Regions from separate parts of the Mus musculus genome. Here region 1 is linked to region 2. A link is a contact called in public Micro-C data. All regions are on one chromosome and are shown on one strand. The core of a region is the stretch at or near the end of the contact, and the rest is flanking DNA. Distances in the headings are between cores, read along the strand shown. Region 1 overlaps A530072M11Rik (RIKEN cDNA gene A530072M11). Region 2 has its middle 19 kb from the start of Osgin2.

The links. A called contact is a pair of places that touch in the nucleus more often than the background predicts.
Region 1: a contact with region 2 is called in a Micro-C map of muscle stem cells, with 2.7 times the contacts expected there. The contact joins two enhancer-like sites. A contact is called at or near these places in 1 of 39 promoter capture datasets (hippocampal neurons), 3 of 484 Hi-C or Micro-C datasets (muscle stem cells and myocytes), 1 of 115 datasets of contacts at active chromatin or transcription factors (CD8 T cells) and 2 of 9 other capture datasets (adipose tissue and liver).

What each region holds. Positions count from the first base shown.
Region 1 is chr4:16,209,927-16,213,246 of GRCm38.p6, reverse strand. A530072M11Rik (RIKEN cDNA gene A530072M11) reads right to left here. Exons shown (of 7, transcript NR_045765.2): 3 at 2,337-2,386. Among named protein-coding and RNA genes, the nearest start is that of A530072M11Rik, 47 kb to the right of the region's middle. Within about 2 kb of position 1,451, at least 15 of the 459 cell types and tissues checked have an H3K27ac peak or open chromatin away from gene starts, as enhancers often do. A contact at or near this core is called in muscle stem cells, where this site is marked.
Region 2 is chr4:15,992,737-15,996,052 of GRCm38.p6, reverse strand. No RefSeq gene overlaps it. Among named protein-coding and RNA genes, the nearest start is that of Osgin2, 19 kb to the left of the region's middle. Within about 2 kb of position 1,967, at least 46 of the 459 cell types and tissues checked have an H3K27ac peak or open chromatin away from gene starts, as enhancers often do. A contact at or near this core is called in muscle stem cells, where this site is marked.

The sequences.
Region 1 (3,320 bases), core at 202-2,701, 220 kb before region 2:
AGTATTTTTAGTTCTTTACATAGTTTAGTTACTAAACCTGCATCAGATGTGCAATTAGTAAAGATCTTTTTCCATTTGTAGCCTGATGCTTTGCCCAAATGATGGTGTCCTTAACCATACAAGCTTTTCAGCTGCATGAGGTCGTTTTTCTGAATTGTTGGTCCTGGTGCCTGTGCGATCAGTTCTGGTAATTGAACAGAAATGACCCCGATAGGCTCTTAAGGGGTCTTGTTGGAGTAGGCATGGTCAGTTAGGGAAACTATATCACTGGGGATGGGCTTTGGGATTTCAAATGATTAAGACTCTCTCTCTCTCTCTCTCTCTCTCTCTCTCTCTCTCTCTCTCTCTCTCTCTCTCTCTCTCTCTCTCTCCTCTCTTTCTCTTCCTGCTGTGTGAAGATCCAGATGTAGAACTCCCAACTACATCTCCAGCACCGAGTCTGCCTATGTGCTACCATGCTTCCTGCCATGATGCCAGGCAGGAAGGACTAAACCTCTGACTGTAAGCCGGCCCCTATTACATGTTTTCCTTTATAAGACCGGCCATGATTGTAGTGTCTCTTCAAAGCAATAAAAACCATAAGACAGAAGTGTACTATTAAAAAAGTGTTTTCCTGTGCCAATGAATTCAAGCCTATCAGCTACTTTTTCTTCTACAGGTTCAGAGTGTCTGGACTTTACATCTTATTGCAGAGATTGTATTCAACAATGTTCATTCTGCTCTATTTGTAATACCCAGAAATTGGAAACAACCTAGATGTTCATCAACTGATGAATGGATAATAAAATATGGCAATTCATACAATGGAATATTATTCATCTGTTTTAAAAACTGAAATTAAAAATTCATAGGTTAACAGATGTTACAAGAAAAAAATTATCCTGAGTGAGGTAACACAAAGCCAAAAAGGCAAACATGTGGGGATAGCAAAAGAAAAAAAAAAAAAGGTATCTCTTATATGTGGATGCTTTGAAGTCTTGGATATACATGCTATAATCTGTATAATCACAGAGGATAGATGAGTAGTAACAGACTAGTGGGAAGGAAATGATCTTCCTAGAATGGGGATATACAATATATTATTATAGAGAGAAATAGAAGGGACTGGAATGGGAGGATTAAATGGGAAGAGGAACAGGACAGAGAAGAGAAGGAAAGGGAGGAGGGAGAGCTAACATTGGGGCATTTGAGGGAAACCAGCTTCTGTTAGAGCTTCCATATATATATATATACATATATATATACACATATATACATATATATAGGCATACATACATATATATATGCATATATGCATATATACATATATGCATATATACATATATATATGAAAGGAATCTAAATGCAGTCACTAAATAATGGTGGACACAAAGCCCCAAGTATACATGTTACACCACCAAGTAAGACCTCCAGTGCAAGGAATGTGTTACATCTACTTGAGTCATTCACCAGTGGGGACCCATGAAAACCACAGATATCTCAGGCTATGGCTCACTCACCACAAACTGGTAGCAAGGCCCTGTTGCTAAAAACAACACAGAGAAGTCAAACTGGTGCCTAACTAGAACCTTGGTCCCCTAATGACTAGAGTTCATGGTACTGGAAGGTACCCTACATGCTACCAAAGGAAAAAGTCAATTACCATCTAGTTAAAAACACTATTACTAAAATGGTGACCTGCCCATGAGATATACTGGTACAGTAACCACACAAATGTGGAAGTAACCAACCACTATCTGATTGAGTGTAAAGCCCAGTCTATAGAGGAATTCATCAAAGAATCTGATACTAAATAGGCCATGGGCCTATGAGAAAACAAAATACTATTGTTCTGTATTGCCCGAGCTTTTGTCCCCGCCAGCAAGAACACACCCAGGACAACTGGAATCTTCTGCGGCAAAGCTTTTATTGCTTACTTATCAGGAGGGAAGACCCCGAACCGGGAAAATGGCGCTGCTTATATAGCCCGCAGCTTGACGTTTCAGCACCTGATGTGGCGTGGCAGCTCCTGATTCTTTGCTCGCCCATCACCCCATTACTACGCCGAGAGATGGGCAGTGACTAGGCGTGAGTTCACTCTTGCACTTGCGCATAAGGCTTATTTACTAGTTAGGCGCAGTGGAAGCCAGCGCCATCTTATAATGGCGATTGCTCACGGCACGGCTCTCCACAGTTCTTCTACTAAAGAAACATTGCAATAAAGTTATTCCTGACATACCACTATACTCACAGATCAGATGTTTGCTCATCATAGGAGAAACTTCTTGAACTATATAGGAACCAACATAGATACCCACAATTGTACAATGGGCAGAAAGAGACTTTGGAGTACTCACTCCTAAATGGGATGTCTTCATCAAATCCTTCCATTAGGACTCAGGAAACTCTGTGGAAGAAGAAGCAGAAAGGTTATAAGGATGACTCCAAGAAACAGTGTCCTCCAGACACAAAAGGACTGAGGCACAGAGACTATAGCTGCACACACAGCCTACACGGGTTCAAGTCACAGAGCCCCAGTACTGATTGGGGAAGGGGACACAGTCTCTCATTTCTAACCAAGAAGCTATGTAAAATTGGTACCCACTTGCAAAAGAAAAAGTTAGTTTTCTCCAATGGAATATAAACAGGTATGCTAACCATACTTCAGTGTAGGTTCCAGGTCTACAACATGGCCAACAGAGAATTAATTCAATGGTATTTTCATAGACTGTGTCTCAAACTGTTTGTTGTTTTGTCTTCTTGGTCTTTTGCTTTTGTACTTTGGTTCCCAACATTGGGGAAGGGGTACGATTTTGTATGTGTGTATGAATGTGTGTGTGTGTGTGTGTGTGTGTGTGTGTGTATGTGTGCATGTGTGTACACGTTTCATGTTTATTTTTTAAAGAGGAAGAGAAAGAAAAGACATGGAGTTTGTAGTCACTATTCCTGGTTGTCAACTTGACTATATTTGGAATGAACTACAATCCAGAATTGGAAGGCTCACCAGTGACCCTTATCTGGAGGCTGGGAGATAGACGTTTCTGATCTGGATCTTGAGGCACAGTGGCTATGGATTCCAGAAGATTAAATCTCTGAGTTCAAGGTCATCTGGGATTAAAGGTGTGGAGGAACACACCTTTAATCTGGGCTACACCTTCTGCTGGAGTCAATATAAGGACATTGGAAGAAGGGAGTCTCGCTCTCTCTCCTTCACCTGCTTCCTGTGTGGGACTGAGTAACTGCTAGATCCTTGGACTTCCATTCACAGCTACTACTGAACTATTGTTGGGAATTGGACTGCAGACTGTAAGTCATCAACAAATTCCTTTACTATATAGAGA
Region 2 (3,316 bases), core at 718-3,217:
GTAACCCCTAATATGTACACAGGTAGTACTTTAGTATGAATGAACATGGGAATATTAGTATTGTGAAAAAGATTTAAGGTATGAATGTCTTAGTTATATTACTATTGCTATAAGGAAACATTGTGACCAAGGGAATTTACAGAAGCAAGGATGCATTTGGGTATTCCAGAGCAATGAGCCCATCACTATCATGGTGGGGAACATGACAGCAGGCAGGCAAGCAGGCGTGGCACTGACGCAGCAGCTGGGGGTGCACATCTTGATCCACAAACAGGAAGCAGAGAGAACTCGAAAGTGATGCATACTCTTAAAACATCAGTCATATGGTAAAACCACACCTAATTCTCCCAAACAGCCTCCAATTGGGGAACCAAATATTCAAATATCTAAGACTTGGGTCAGGTGGGGAAGAATCTCATTCAAACCACCATGATGGAGCAGTTAATAGGAAATGATGTAATCTTCTAAATTTATTTTCAAAAAGGAAGTTCTTTTAACTCCTTATTGTGAACTAGACTCAGATTGAAAACATGAGACTGCACTTAGCCTTTACATTGAAGGGGCGTAAACCTAATGAGATGTGTTTACATGAAAACGAAGGAAGTTTTACAAAAAGTATTTAAAATCTGACTGTTAAGAAGAAAACACTTAAAATCAAAATATGAATTAAAGCTCAAATAATAAGATAGTTGGTATACTTTTATAAGGCATTAAAAACAGTATACATTAAGTGTTGTTATTAAAGTGGGTTGTTACATATTTTAACATTAGCTAAAAACTGATAAAGCTACAAAACCAATTCAGGAGCTAAAATGAATAAGAAAAGGCTGAAAAGGTGAGGAAAAACTGAATAGCACACAGCTGTCAACAGCAATACAGACTGAGAGTTTCAGGTACTAATATTGGTCTTAAATGATCTATAGTGGCTAGAGCAAATTTGTCCCTGAGTATAAAAAAGCAAATAGTGAAAATCACTTAATTAATAGAAAATGAAGTGGCCTTCAAAATCTTAAGGCTTGACATGTTCCTAGCCAGCCAGACAAGAACAAAGCTCTAATAATGAGAATGGAAAAGGAGATAGCAGTATAACAGAAATGCAGAACTTAATATGAAAGCACAAGAGATGGATAAAATCCTTGAAAGAGACAAACTAACAAAGCTGCTACAAGAAATGAAAAGTCTGAATAGCCATGTTCAAACATAACATGTTTGGGTTCAGGAGTTGCCCCACAAACCACTCAAACACCTGTCTTAGACAGGGATAGTGTATTGAATGCACACCCCCAAGGCTGATTGATTAGGGACATAGCTCAGACTTTGAGAATTGAAGGTAGAACCCTGAACATTTCTCAGGGCTAGCCTATAAAGGCTAAACCACAAAACCCACAATGAGCTCATATGAAGGGGCTGGAATCACTGTCCAGCTGTGACTCAAGTTATTTTAGACACAACAGTTCATACTGACCTTTAAGTGACGCTTATGGTAGTGGAATTTCTGAAGACTTAACAAACCTCATACAGAACATAAGAGGGAATGCAGTCAGCACCGCCCTGCTCTGAGTCCTCAACATTATTTTAATGGTCAATCAATTTAATAGGGTGAGAGAAAAGGCAAACCAACTAGAAGACAACATCTATTCACAAATAATGTATGTGTAAAAATCCAAACAATCTCACCTCTTTTAGTTAGAACATACCAAGAAACAAGGTAACTATTTGCTGGGTCTTTATGAGACACTGTGTGTGTCCCTTTACAATTATATGTAAGTGTCTGGATCAGCTACTCTCTACCTTTGACCAGACCTCAGAACATACTACTTCACTTTATAGAGTCATAAATACGGGCTTTTATTTTATTCTCATCCTTCATTACACTTTCAAATTCTTCGTTTGTGAAACAGTGAGCATATGTCTAAAGCATTGCTCTTCCTCGACACAAGGAAGGAATAGGCACTAAAGGTCTCTAGTTTCAGTTCCAGTGGTTTTGTTACAATTCCATGTATGGGCAGGAGAGATGGCCCAGAGATGAAGAGCATTTACTGTGGTGCTGGAAAGAATCTAAGACTCTGCACATTAGGCAACCACTCTACCAACTGAACTACATCCCCAGCCCAAACTTTGAAATTTTGATAAAGTCGCATTTACCTATTTCCTTTGATATTTTTCCTGTCGCATACATACACAAAAATAGTATTTAACTCCAAGACTTGGGGTTATTCCATAAGGTTACATTTTAATATTTCCATAAATACTATTATAAGTCCCTTAACTTTGAGTATGATGTAATGTATGGGTCAGGGGTAGGTAGGTTTTTCTCATATGAACCTCAAACAGTGTTTATTTGAAGAAGACTTTTCTACATTAAATTATCTTGGCAACTTCATCACACGTGAATTATTATGTTTACCCATCCTGTCACTAGACTACTCTTTCTTGATTCAATTTACATGGACCAGAAAGCTTTCAGTTCATAATAAAAGGTTTATTTACATACTTTCTAGAATATAAGATTCAATATACAGCTGGAGTTGATATCTACTTCTCTATATTAAAATATCTGAAAAAATCTATTTCCAGTTACCATTTTCCTTTTTAGGTAGAGGCAACCTACTGCCTCTACTTTATAGACAGAAATACTTGGGACATTTAAGAAGCCAAGACAGAGTCACTGTGCTCAGTAAAACCACCAAAAAGGGGTCCATCTTTCTCTTTGGTATGATCTAGTCAGTGTGAAGGCTGCATACTACCTCAATCTCTTATACTAAGATGGGGGACATATGCTCACGGACACCACTGCACTGGGATCACATCAGCTTAGGGAGGCTAAAGAATAATGGAAGAGAAAAACTTACATTGATATGCCGAGCATTCAATCTACAGTGAAAATGAACAAGGCACAGAGTAATTACAAATGTAATTCCTGAAAAGTGTTATGCACAGGAATTTGAATGAGGGCTGGAGAGATGGCTCAGAGGGTAAAAGCACTAGCTGTTGTTCTTCTAGAGGGCCTGAATTCAATTCCCAGCAACCACATGGTGGCTTACAGCCACCTATTTGAGCTGGTGCCCTCTTCTGGTGTGTAAGCATGCATGCACAGAGAACTGTATATATATTAATAAAGAAATAACTCTTAAAAAAGATGTATATGGTACATCTATATCTGTATTTATATATATATATACATATATATAAATATATGTATATCTCTATCTGTCTGTCTATCTATCTATCTATCTATCTATCTATCTATCTATCTATCTATCTATCGATCTACCTATCCATAACACAGCAGGAATCAATCAGCTAGTGGATGGGA